Regions from separate parts of the Rattus norvegicus genome. Here all the other regions are linked to region 1. Evidence: chromatin contacts called from public Hi-C data. All regions are on one chromosome and are shown on one strand. Each heading gives the region's core, a stretch centred on a gene start, on an enhancer-like site or on the middle of the called end of the contact. The rest is flanking DNA. Distances are from core to core; before and after follow the strand shown. Region 1 holds the start of Zfp703 (zinc finger protein 703). Region 2 has its middle 330 kb from the start of Rpl21l3. Region 3 has its middle 360 kb from the start of Rpl21l3.

The links. A called contact is a pair of places that touch in the nucleus more often than the background predicts.
Region 2: a Hi-C map of the A7r5 cell line shows a contact between it and region 1, with 2.9 times the contacts expected there. The contact joins the enhancer-like site here to the promoter of Zfp703 in region 1. A contact is called at or near these places in 1 of 12 Hi-C or Micro-C datasets (the A7r5 cell line) and 1 of 1 datasets of contacts at active chromatin or transcription factors (oligodendrocytes).
Region 3: a contact with region 1 is called in a Hi-C map of psoas muscle, with 2.6 times the contacts expected there. The contact joins the enhancer-like site here to the promoter of Zfp703 in region 1. A contact is called at or near these places in 1 of 12 Hi-C or Micro-C datasets (psoas muscle) and 1 of 1 datasets of contacts at active chromatin or transcription factors (oligodendrocytes).

The regions. Positions count from the first base shown.
Region 1 is chr16:71,780,385-71,785,066 of GRCr8, forward strand. It overlaps Zfp703 (zinc finger protein 703), which reads right to left and starts at 3,126. Exons shown (of 2, transcript NM_001109425.2): 1 at 2,852-3,126; 2 at 1-1,887. The coding sequence starts at 3,097. The coding sequence ends at 352.
Region 2 is chr16:72,151,987-72,156,248 of GRCr8, forward strand. No RefSeq gene overlaps it. Among named protein-coding and RNA genes, the nearest start is that of Rpl21l3, 330 kb to the left of the region's middle. Within about 2 kb of position 2,490, at least 3 of the 93 cell types and tissues checked have an H3K27ac peak or open chromatin away from gene starts, as enhancers often do. A contact at or near this core is called in the A7r5 cell line, where this site is marked.
Region 3 is chr16:72,183,501-72,187,765 of GRCr8, forward strand. No RefSeq gene overlaps it. Among named protein-coding and RNA genes, the nearest start is that of Rpl21l3, 360 kb to the left of the region's middle. Within about 2 kb of position 2,636, at least 8 of the 93 cell types and tissues checked have an H3K27ac peak or open chromatin away from gene starts, as enhancers often do.

The sequences.
Region 1 (4,682 bases), core at 1,876-4,375:
CAAACCAAACAACCCAGAAACCTTAAAACGTAAACCTAAGAAGAAGAAGAAGAAAAAAAAAAAAAAAAAAGGGAGAGGGGGGTGGGGGATCATGGAGTTACCTGGGCGGTTAATAGTATTATTTGGGGAGACAGACTTTTTGCATACCATAGACTCATGTGGTCATTAATGCACTTAGATTCCCAGCTTGTAAGCTAACATTATAGTAAATAAATACACAGTCCGGTGGGGTGGGGGGCTGGGCTGGATCCTGGTAGGGGTAAGCGGTAATGGAGGTTGCAGCGTCGAAGGCAGTGGGACAGAGAGAGGAAGGGGTGGGTGGGGAAGGGCTGGGAGGGGCCAGAGCTGTGGTTACTGGTATCCAAGCGCCGAGGCGGAAGCTAGCCTCTGTCCATACAGTGCATATGGCGAGTAGTAGGGTCCGGCTGTGGGAAGGGACGGCACTGCCAGGCCCCCAGCTGTAGATAAGTGGCTCTTGCCATAGGGGTGGTACCGGCTTAGCCCCAAAGTGTGTGGACTCCTCAATGACAGCGATCCGGGGCTGCCTGGGGCGGCGGGCGGGGGGAGATGCAGATGACAAGAGGCCGCGGCTGCAGCGGCTGCTGCGGCACTGCCCAAGCTCGAGGCCCCCGGGTAGGCGGCCAGAAGTTTCTCTGCGCCCGGCAGGGCTGTGTGAGTCCGTAGATGGCTGAGCAGCTCCTCGGAAGTGGCAAAGCGCTTGTCGCAGGGCCCGCTGGCCGCCACCCAATTGCAGCTGTGTGGCAGCGGTTCATTCTGCAGCATGAAGCCATAGGTGTAGAGAGGATGGCCCGGGAGCGCGGCCTGGGCGGCGCTGGAGGAGAGCGCCGCAGGTTGCAAGGGGTGCCCGGGGTACACCAGAGGGTAGCCACTGGCCTTAAGGCTGGGCCCGGCCGGATCGTGCGCGCTGCAAGTGGAGCAGCTAGAGCCACCGAGGTGCGAGGCGCTGTGGTAGCCTCCTAGGCAGTAGGGGTCACGGCATAATCCCTGCAGGAAGGAGGGTGGGGAGGCCCCGGTGAGCGGGCTGGAGCTGGGGGGCTTGCCGGGTGGCAGGCCCAGGCCCCCGGACAGCTGACCTCCCACTAAACCAGACTTGCTAGGATCCAGGCCAGGCACGAACTGAGACGGGTAGCCGGCGTAGGCGCCCACAATGGAGCCGTGATAACCGATGCTGGAGGGCGGTAGTGGAAACACCGAGTGGCCTGGTTTGTAGGGTGACACTGGGGCCACGTGGCCCGCCCCCACCAGGGCGGAGGGCGGTTCGGATTTGCGCCCTGATGCGGTGGCCTCCGGGCCACCGTGAGCCGAGTCCCCGCTGCTGCCTCGGCTTCCAGCGGCTGGCTCGGGACTGGGTTTGGCTTCCTGGTCTTTCTTGTCCAGTTCCCCGCCGCCGCCGGCCCCGCCGCTGCCGCTCTTGCAGTCTGAGTGGTGTGGGGAACCTCCGCGGGAGCCGCCCGGCGAAGACGAGTTTGACGAGGTGGAGACCGCTGCTCCATGCGGGGGAAAGGGAGGGCAGGCGGCGCTGGGGACCCTGAAGCCAGCCTTGTCTCCCGGGGATGAGGAGGACGAAGAGGTGGTGGAGGACACCGACGAGGAGCCGCCGTCTTTGCGGGAGTCGCCGCCGCCGGAGCCCTTAGAGTAGGGCTTGAAGCTGGACTTGTCCTCCGCCGGGGAGTCCCCCAGCTGCTTGAGCGCCGCGGCCGCAGAGGCGGCGCCGGGGGCGGAGCGGCTCGGGTCTTTCTCGGATCCCAGCCCGTTGGCCGCCGCCGCCGCCACGGAGTTGAGCTTGGACGAGGGCGGCGGGTCGGGCTTGCCGATCTGCGAGCAGGTCTGGGCTAGCAGAGCCAAAGGACTCTTCTTGGCGTCCAGCTGCGGGAGACAGTGGCAAGGGGGAATGAGAAGACGGTGAGAATAGGAGACCCACCAAGTGCGCAGGGAGGCAGAGTCAGGCACCGGGGGAATGACGGGGGCCTAGAGAAGAGGGTCACCCAAAGAGGGCCTGGCTCTGGCGGAGCAGCTGGGCAGAATGGCACTAGCCTTGTGGGTTAGTCCCTGAGTGTGTCATGGGCGCTGGCGCGCAGGAGAAACGACTCAACAACGGCCCTCCCAGATAAAGATGACTTCGCTGTAATCGGGGTGGTGATTCTCCCCCCTTTTTAATCTAATTTTCCCATCTTTTTGGCCCAGGGAAAAACTTAAGCCTTTAGTTTGGGAGAACTTCGTTTGGGACGGGTTTCTGGTGATGGCGCTCGGGGTAAGAGTAGGGAGAGGCGCCTTCTAAAGGCAGAGCCGCAGTTGGCCCTGTGAGTAGCCCCTCCCTCTCTCATTCCCTCTCTCCCTCCCTCCCTCCCTCCCTCCCAGGGAGGACACCCTGAGAAGTAGGGTGAAGAAAGACCCAGGATCGCGAGTGCCTGGTTTTCTGCACTGTGCCCCACCAGGCCGCGGAAGATGCAGAGGGACACCTCTGGCTTCCAAGAGAACAGATCGGGGTGGAGGCGAGGGAGGTCCAGAAGCAGTCTTTGGACAGGACTCTAAGGGGCCACAGAAAAAGTAAAGGACTCTGGGCACCACAAGAGCAAATCCAGCCCTATAGAAAACATGCAGCTCCAAAGGGCGAGTGGGCAAAAACCTTCCACCCAGGAGTCTAGGGAGAACCTGGAGGGGTCTGATTCCTGCCTTCCGTCCCTCCTCAGGAGCTCCGCCAGCGTGGCCAGCTTCGGGCCTCTCGTCCCACTGAGCTACTGGGGGCGGGGGGGGCAGGGAGCAGAGCCAAGGGCCCAGCATGGGTGGAGGAGTGGGTTCAGTTCTAGGTGGGCAGCGCCGGGAGACTGACCTCAATGGGGCTGACGGGAGTGGAGGACAGCGGTTGCAGGTACTCCGGGTGCAGGAGGTGACCGGTGTGAGCGCTCAGCATCTTCAGGACCCTGATAGGGAGCCGGTTCGCCTGGCGCAGGGGGTCCGCCGGGGGCAGGAGGGACACCACTGCCGGCACCGCCGGCCTCTTCCCGCCGCCGCCGCTGCCGCCGCTGCCGCTGCTTTCGGGTGTCCTTGGGTTAGATCCAGCGGGCGAATCGCTCATTTGGAGGAGGCAGCGCCACTGGGGGGGCGGGGAGGGAGGGGAAGCTCCGGGAGGCGAGCTCCGGGGGCGGGTGGGCTCGCTCCGCTGCGTCGAACGCCGTGCAGCAGCCGCTGCGCCTCCGTGCCGCCTCCCCTCCTCCACCGCCGCCGCCGCCGCCGCCGCCGCCGCCGCCGCCGCCGCCGCCGCCGCCGCTAGCCCAGGCGAGCAACACAAAAACCTTCGCCTTCCGCGAGCTGCACGTCAAATAGCCGCGATCTGCAGCCACACTTCAAAGGGATCGCCGCGCCCGCCCAATCGCAGCTCTCTCCCGGACCCCGGGGCGGGGAGAGCGGAGGGCGGAGGCGGGCGCCGCCGGTGGGCGGGGAGAGTCTTAAAGCGCCCTAGCCCGTCGCCGCCTCCCGGCCTTCGCCGCGCGCTGGATCCGCTTTCCTTTGCGGGTTGTGCCCAGCTGCCCTAGCCAACGGGTCACACAAGGGATGGGACTTCTGGACACGGGCTCTGCGCCCTCTCCTGCGCTGGCTCTCCTGTTGCCCGCTGCTTCCCACTAGTGTCTAGGGTGGAGACCGGAGTGGGAACGCACGGCGCCTGCTCCGGTCCTAGGATCCAAGCCTCTCCCCGGGGCCGCCTGGGGGCGGACTACGCCTCGGGAGCTCGGCCGGTTCTCCGAGCTGCTTCGGCCGGTTCTCTTTCCCCTAATTGGCTTCTCCCGGATGTGTTCACTTGGAAGCACCGAAGCCTTGGGGGCATCCACTATTCCCTGGGCGCTGCCTGGACCCTTCCAACTACTTTGAGCTTGTCCAGTCAGACTGCAAATTGAAAGACTCCCTTCCAGGAGGGATGGTCTAGGTGAAGCGTGGTTGAAGGTTGCCTCCCTTGGCAAGGAGCGCTGCCTCAAAGCTCCTGGGACGCCCCGGGGGCGCCCTGAATTATTGATCGTGTTTAGGTGTGTTTCAGGGTTCTTGTCCCGTTTAAAGTCGTAAAGCTACCTCACCCTGCTGTGACGAGCTGCTGCTTGGCGGCGGCGACGTGGTTAGGAGTCGCATCAAAGTAGAGGCCGGTATCCTAGAGGAGGGGGGGGTGTCTCAGCACTGCAGAGTGATACAAACTCCAGAGACTGCTCTTGGTTTTTCCCCCAGGGAAACTTCGAAATAAAACTTTTTTTTTTATTGATAATAACAGTACCCTCTCGGATTCCCCCAAGCCTTCCGGAAAAAGTATGTATTTACACTTGTCAGAGATTTTTTTTTTTTAATTTTTACATAGTCATGGACCTGACCGTAAAGTTCTAGATTCTTGTCTCAATAAGCTGAGAATGGTGCTTTGTGTCCCAGCTCTGGAGTGACCACTTTTGCATGCCCTCAGTGGCCAGTGGAGGCGCGCTGGTGTCGCCATTCCTTTTGAATACCACTTTCCAGTTGTGATTTCTCAGTCACTCTGACCATCAAGTTCTGTCTTTGTATTGTGTTTGTGTTGCCCAGGACTATGTGGTTCTGAGTGCGTGGTGCTGACCCACGGTTTTTTGTTTTTTGTTTTCTTTTTTTCCTTTTTCCCTTTTTTCTTTTCCCTCTGACTCTGGTACCAATGA
Region 2 (4,262 bases), core at 1,240-3,739, 370 kb after region 1:
AGAGAAGGCAAAGCCAGGCGACCAAGGAAAGTGCGCTTCTTCTACAGAAACCCAGTAGGCTCTGTCTGGGGTTTTAGCTGTCTTGTGGTGTCTGTCACAAATGCTCAGCTTTGCCTTCACAGCACAAAAGCAGCTGGTAGTCAGCAGCTGTGTCCCAATAAAGCTTTATTAACAGGCATTGACGTTTGAAATGTCATTCTTTTTGTTATGCTGGGACTGACCCTGGAATGTTTTAAGAAATGGAAACTGGAAGGTATTTGCAAAATCCTTTCCCTGGGGCTAGCCATGAGGCCATGTCTTCTATACTTGTATAAACATGTTTTCATTACCAGCATGCTGAGGATGAAGGAAGAACTAGGGACAGGGTGGGCAAGGATTCTACCACTAATCTAAGATTCTTTAGACATGGTTTCACAGTGTAGCTCAGACTGGCCTTTAAGGAACTATAAAAATAGACAGGAAGACTAGACATGAACTGTCTTTTGCCGAGGAAGAAGGTGAGTCAAGGGCAGGAAGGAACAAACTCATGGCCATTGGAGACAAATGCAACGTAGAGAGTAATGAAGGCTACACAGCATCTTCTTGGGTCAGAGTCCCTACTGTGGACTCCTGGCTGGGTACACAGGCAGTGCCAGGTAAAATACAGACCGACAGGCAGATTCCACCCCGGAGAGCTGAGCCACTGAGGATTGAACATTTACAAGATCCATGTTAATAAGCAGTAGCTTTCTCTTCCTCTGACTCTCCTGTCCACCCCTGGCATGGTGGTAATAAAAACACCTTTACACAAACACAGAGGTCATGGTCACACAGCTGCCCTCACAGTAAAGCATTTCCGAATACTAATAGTTTTCATTTAATGCAAAACCTGGGTCAAAGGGAAGAGCTTAAGGTGACCTGAGGTACCCCTCTAGATTACTCTGCTTTATAAGTGCAAAAAGAACAGAGCAGGCTAAGTGACTTGGGTCCTCTCAATCGGTGTTGAAGGCAGGGAAACAAAGAACTTCAGACCGCTGGAAACAAGTCTATGATGTCAACGTTGTGTCCTGAACCGCCAAATCCTCGAGAAAAGCAAGAATGAGAGGTTACCCCTGGATGAGCAATGTCGCCAACCATCCTGCTACCCTGCCCTCAACAGTCTCTCATGAAGCATAGAGAGCAACTTTCCTGTGTGTCATCAGGAGGAAAATTTTGAGCAATAGGTCAGTCATCATTTATGAGCGCCAGCCATAAAGCCATGTACTTGTCCACCCCTCTTGTTACAAGTTACATGCTCAATGGAAGCTCAGGGGGGCACGGATAGAACACCAACACCTGAGTTATTCTGTTTTCTATTGCGCTGACCAAGTGCTTGAGGTCGGTTGACTTGTAAACAAAAGAGGCTTGCTTAAGATGCAGATCTGAAAGTCCAGAGACCTGGTTCTGGCATTGCTTGGCCGCAAGTCCTTCAGGTGGATGGTAAGGATATGTGTAAATGGCAGGGTAGAAGATGATTTTCTGTACAATACATCTGTAGTTGCCAACCCAGATCTCATACTTCAAGACCTAATCCACCCAGTCAGAGAGACGTGAATTCTTTTGTGAGGATAGTGTTACAATCACTAAATTACCTCTCACTAGGACTCCCTTAAAAAGCCCACCATCTCTTGATGCCACTGCGCAGGGATCAACCCAGGATGTGAAATTTCCATGGAGACACACCTGCCCAAACCATAGCAAGAACTCAGACAAACACTAGACCCATAGTTCTCAACCTGTGGGTCGCGACCCCCTGTGTCCAAGGACCCTTTCACATGGTTGCAGAGATCCTGCATAGCAGATGTTTACATTATAATTCATAACAGTAGCAGAATTAGTTATAGAAGAGCAATGTAAATGATTTGATGATTGGGGGTCACCACCACATGAAGGACTGTGGTGATCCTCATGAGGATCCCAGCATGAGGAAGGTTGGCAACCACTGGTCTAGATACACACTCTCAAAACTTCAGTCTTTTTCATGCTAAAAGAATAGCATGCACTTCGATGTGAAATCGTAAGGGGGCGCTCCGAACAAGCGAGCCCCAGAGTAAGGCCCAAGGCATCTTGGGAAGGCTGGTGCTTATTTTTATAAATGATGGATCTAAAGCCCCAAGAGGTTTAGTGGCTTTCTGAAGAGCACATGGCTAGCTCTAGAGGCGGGGACTTCTAGATCTGCTTTCATTTTTTTTTTCTCTCTAAAGCAGTCTGCTGGAGTACATTCTAGAGATAGGTATGGACAGCACCCTACCATCCCACAGCCTTTGACCTCTAATATCGCCAGTTTGAAATGGAGAGAAGCGTGGGATATTTCACAACAACCGATTTTTAGTCTCTTAAGCATCTCTGTGACCATGAGCAGTTCACCACAACTAACAATTAAACCACCCCCTCGGTGTTCTGCCTGGCTTATGTGGCTGTGATGAAACTGGCCAAAATCAACCCCGGGAGGAAACGGTTTGTTTTAGCGGTTACACTTCCGGGGCACAGTCCATCAGGGAGGAAATGGTTTATTTTAGCGGTTACACTTCCGGGGCACAGTTCATCAGGGAGGAAATGGTTTATTTTAGCGGTTACACTTCCGGGGCACAGTTCATCATTGAGGGAAGTCAGGCAGGGATACGTGGAGGAGTGTTCTAAGCTTAGTGCTCTGTTGCTTCTGACCTGCTCAGCTATGTTTAGTATATAGCCCAGGCTAAGTCACTTAAAGGGTATAATTGTTCAGTTAACAATCGACAAGAATGCCTCACAACATCCTCACAGGCCGATCTGTCTGAAGCAGCTCCTCAACCGAGGTGACTCTAGCTGGTGCCAGTTTGTGACAATAGAAGACTAACTGTCTCACATGGAAAACTTGTTATATGGATCTCCTCACAAAAGTAAGAGGAAGTGTTTTGTGAGCGGCTTTGGTGAAGAATGTGGAAGCTGTGTTAAAGGTGTTCGCAGGCCACCCTCAAAGGTTAGGGAGAACCGTCTCCTTGTGGGATTTCTACTCATCCTAATCTGTCAAAACCCAACCTCATGTTTAGCACTGGAGGCTTTGAGGCTAGATGAAATCCTGACATGCATCCTCCATGATGCACCCAAGCCCTATCTACATTTCCGACCTACCATCAGCTAGACACCTGGAAGAAGAGAAGGCCTTGCCTTTCACCTTTTGTTCCTAGGCAACATCCAAGAGTTATGGGCGTTCGGTTCCCCGCAAGAAAGAAACATTATCGCCATCCTTGAAGGATGAGGTGTCCCGAATGGCACAGGACTGAGCAGTGCTTTTTCTCCGTCTTTCTGCCGGAATTTAAGAGGCCCCCAGAGCAGCTGGGTTTATTAGGACCCATAAGAGCTGTGCTATAACCGGGACACGGGCGGCCGTAAACCTGTACCTTGAAGTTTGCAACAAATCCTGAAGTGGGGAACTAGGACGAGCTCTTGTCTCTGTCAGCAGAAAAAAATAAAATAAAATAAAGGGAGAAATGCAACTCCAGCAGAAAACAGACCTGAGAAGGGAAGGCAGGAAGAGTGAGAGAGCGCGGCTGCAAGAGTGAGAGAGCGCGGCTGCAAGAGCGATGCCAGCAATGAGGCTAAAAGCAACCATCAGGACATAAAAAGCAGACAGCCTGTGGGAACCTCCCTGAACAAGCCCAGGGAAAGGCGCCTTCGCGGAAAGACAAACCTGGCTCATGCACAGCGGGTGGATTGGGGGAGGCGGGTATTAGAAATAAGCACACACAGACACACACATGCATGCACATGTACACATATACACACATGTGCATAACCAGAGGAGCAGATAAGCTGCACGGAGGAATGCAGATCGTGGCTAAACAATAAAAGACATCCAAGGGCCTTCTCTGAAGTCATCATGGACCGCAGCCTCTTGGAAAGAGATGGATGTTTTTGCATCCGTTGTCCTGTGCTGCTTCTTAGATGGCCTACCTGAATTTTCCCTGAACACCCAAGGTTACTTTAAGACTGAACAAAGACCAGGGATTTTGCTGACTTTTAAAAAAGAGCAGAGCAGGATGTGAAGACAATGGGCTCTGGTGGCAGCTCACTCACACTTGGTGACAGTAGTCATGCAGGGCTCACTGCGCAGGCACCCCTCTCCCCAAGAGTCGTTGGCTAGTGCCTTCCTCCAGGGACAAAGAAGAACCTTCCTGGGGAAGCAGGAAGAAAATCATGTATACCTACGAAGTTCTTGTTTGTCTCCCAGCCCACACGCCTTGCATGGTAAGCCCCATTACTTG
Region 3 (4,265 bases), core at 1,386-3,885, 400 kb after region 1:
CTTCTAGAATGGCTGGCTTCCTATTTTGAAATTGTAGGTAGATTCCTTGAATAGGAACTCAGGCTAAAGTGCAAAACAGAGAGAGAGAGAGAGAGAGAGAGAGAGAGAGAGAGAGAGAGAGAGAGAGAGAGAGAGAGAGATATCAATATTTTGGTTATAAGGATAATGTTAAGATGTGGGTGCCATCATGGTGCTCAAAACCAAAGTGCAGCTCATCAGACTCAGGCAGTTATTAATAACAAAAAAGAGAGGATGTGAAATTGGGACGGGAATGGGATGAAGAACACTGGGGAGAGTTAGAGGGACATAATGAAAGATGGATATGATCAAAATATACTGTATAAATATAAATTGGTAAGGGAATGGGATGAAGGACACTGGGGAGAGTTAGAGGGACATAATGAAAGATGGATATGATCAAAATATGTTGTATTAAATATATGAAATCGCTTCTCTGCCTTTTGGTTAAGATCAAGTATAGTATAAATATATGAAAAGTTTAAGAATAAGTTTAAAATATTCAAAAGAATAAAACTTGAAAAAAATCCAAGTGCAATCAGAATCTTTAATGTGGGGTGCTAAACCCAAAATCATCAGGAGAGACTCCTCAAATCTCTGGCTGTGGCTTGGTCCTAGCCTAAAGAATCCAAGACCTCTGATGAATTTAAGGTCTAGATTCATGTTTAGGACCTGATCTGAGCTGGGGGGCATGGGAGGGTATCGTTCTGTTGATGAACTAATGGCAAACATTCAAGTCCTTAACTCCTCAGAAGCCTTATGAGGTCCATGGAGTTTTGAACCTGCTATAGCTGAAGCTGCAGGGAGAGAGGAAGACTTTTATGCAATGGCACCCTAGACTTGTAGAACTTGTCATCTGCTTGCTTGGGACAGATTGTTCAGCTCAGAGCTGCAGCATATATCTTGGTGTACAGTACATATCTAGGTATATGGTTTAGAGAGCAGAGTCTGTCCTCATTCTTAACAAAGGATTAGAATTGGTGGTCATCATTTAGAGACATTTTCCAGAGGGTGTATGGCTTCTTGTTCTGTTCTTCTCATCTTTTTGATAGAAAGTTAGTTTTCCAAACTCGCCTGAATAATCTGTACCTCTTCACGCTGGCGTGGAATCTAAACTGTCTGTATGGCTCAGTATGGCCAGTAGAATGTGACAAACTGTGACCCTGTACTAGACCTGGTGGCTTTTACCTCCACATGATTTTTTGAGTTTTCAGGTGCCAGGTTGGAAATCTAACTACTTTGTAGAACTCTCCACATGAAGAGACCATATGGAGAAGTCACATGAATGCATGATCTACCTGAGGGAAAGGCCCAAGCTTCTACCTTACTCAGCTGAGTCCAGCCCTCCTGTCTTCTACCCTCAGGCACCAGATCTGTGTATTAGCTTAAAAGGACCCTGTAGTCCAGTCTAGTCACCAAGATGACCACAGCCCCAAGTGGTCCCAACGGTCACACTGGAAAGAACAACCATGAATACCAATTCACAAAACAAGTAAACTATTACATGCTGTGGTGATTTGTTGCAGACCAACATGACCAAAAGCAGATCTCTAAAGTCAAAACCATTCGATAAGAATGGATGCTTTCGGGGTTGGGGATTTAGCTCAGTGATAGAGCGCTTGCCTAGCAAGCACAAGGCCCTGGGTTTGGTCCCCCAGCTCCGAAAAAAAGAAAAAAAAAAAAAAGAATGGATGCTTTCTGAAATTACACTGTAAAGGCCAGGATGGAAGTCTCCTCTTGAACCCAGCTAATGACATCTTGTCCTTCAGTAAGCACCGGCCAACAAGAGAGACATACAGGGTTAGTATAATGCAATGGATAAAAAGAATACCATGTGGGGGCAGCAGTGGTGATAGATCATGTTTCTATCTCTAGATTATGTTCCGTCTAATCCACAGCTTGCCCATGCAGTGATGAGGGTACCATTCCTGCACAGCCAGGAGGACAGCAGAAAAGTGGGTATTGAGAGCTCAGCCCTCCCCAGGCTGAAACCAGCTCCCAGTGGGCCCCCTCAATGATGATGAAACTGACTCAGGGTGATGTAAAGTGGGCCTCCTGTCCAGCACCCGATCTTTCCGGGCAATTATTTGGAAGTAATGAAACTGAATGCATGACATTTAAAAAGAAACCCCTCTGTCAGCAGGAATGCTGCTACAGTCTCCGACACCTCTGAGAATACACTTAGCTTGAAATAATGTTCATTTTAGCCAAGTTGTAAATTACAAGTGTGTCAGGGTCCAGGGGGATTTATTACCATTTGGAAAGAGGTTACCGGGCTTGTGCGTGGCTGCTCATACGGTGCCCATTACAAAATGGCTGTGCTGTGAAGATCGCAGCAAGGGAAAAAGTACGTTTCTTGTTTCTTTTCTGATCCTTTTCATTTCTCTTTCACGGCTCCTCTCTGGGGACTTCTTGTTGCTCGTGTCTCACAGAAACACCAGTAATAAAGGGCACAATGTCGCAATCTGCTTTTCTAATTGCTGCTTGGATTTGATCTGACATCATGAATGACAAATGACAGCCAGTCTGTTGATGAGTGGTTTGGCTGGATATCAGCCTCCTTGGGTCAAGGGAGGGCAGGAAAGCTGGTTGTACTCAGCTGCTTGGACTCGGCAGGGAGCCCTGGAATGGAGTGAGACTTGGATCCTAGAACAGGCCTGACTTTTCACTGCCCTGCCCTTCCCAGTGTTAAACTGGAGGATTGATTTGGGAAACAGACAATTGGGAGGAGGACGAGGAGGCTATATATTAGCGAGCTTTACATTTCTGCAACAAAATACCTGGCATTTAGCTTATAACGAGAGGGGTTTGTTTAGTGTCTAGCGTTGAGGTTCAAATTCAAGACGATGGCCTTGTGGGTGTGGACTCTGACGAGCGGAGGGCTGGGTTGGCAGGATTGGTCATATCATGAATATCGTGAGCAGAGGAAAGTGGGGGAATAAAGAAAACTGGGTCCCCACAGGGTCCTTTGGGGCAAGTCCCCAACAATCTTGGACTTCTCCCTAGACACTGCCTCTTAAGAGCCCATAGCACCACCCTGTGCTTCCGCTGTGGGAATGAAGCCTTTATACCCACATTCAAGCCACACCAGGAAGGGAAGTCATGTTGGCACCCATATTTCAACCACTCCACTTTCCTTTCTTGTTTTTTGGGGGATCAATAGTCCTAAGCAAGAGTAAAGCCACAGGGGCTTTAGTTTTAAACAACCCTTTTCCTTGGCCAGGATGGGGTATGTGTATGAAATAGAGGGAAGCTCTCTCCTCTTGGCACACAAAGGCCAGAACTTGAGTCCAGTTTCAGCTATGGCTCTCTGTGTGACCTTCAGCTCCATGATGATGGTAGAAACCCACAAAGTCTTTCCTTCTGCTCCAGCCCCAAGCACTGCTTGTTGAAGGGTCCTTTGGGGAACACTTAGTCGAGCATCTTACTAAGGAGCAGTACTTGGCACACTGTGATAGGTAGGCTGTAGCATTGCAAACACTGGAAATGGGGTAGGCACCACGATTTGATTGAATAATATATTGGCTTTCTATTGCTGTCTAACAAGTTACCATGGCTTAACCTCATGCCCATTTATGCAAGTGAATCTTTTTTTTTTTTTTTTTTTTTTTTTTTTTTTTTGGAGCTGGGGACCGAACCCAGGGCCTTGCACTTGCTAGGCAAGTGCTCTACCACTGAGCTAAATCCCCAACCCCCTCATGCCCATTTATAATCTCAGTTCCTGGGACAGGAGTCCAGGCCTGAGTTATCTGGTATCTGGGTCCTCCACCAGTTTCTTCCTGGGCTAAATCAAAGTGTCTGTAGGGCTGTGATACTAGCTCACGCTTAGGGTCCTCTTTCAAGCTTATTGAGATGTTGGTAGAACCTGTGTGTGTGTGTGTGTGTGTGTGTGTGTGTGTGTGTGTGTGTGTGTGTGTGTGTGTGTCTGTGTGTCTGTGTGTCTGTGTGTGTGTGTGTATGTCTGTGTGTTTCTGTGTCTGTGTTTGTGTGTATCTCTGTGTGTGTATGTGTGTGTATGTCTGTGTGTATGTGTCTGTGTGTTTATGTGTGTGTATATCTCTCTGTGTGTGTCTGTGTGTGTATGTCTGTGTGTGTGTCTGTGTATATATGTGTGTGTATGTGTGTATATCTCTCTGTGTGTGTCTGTGTGTGTATGTGTGTGTATATGTCTGTGTGTGTGTCTGTGTATATATGTGTGTGTATGTGTGTGCATATCTCTCTGTGTGTGTCTGTGCGTGTATGTGTCT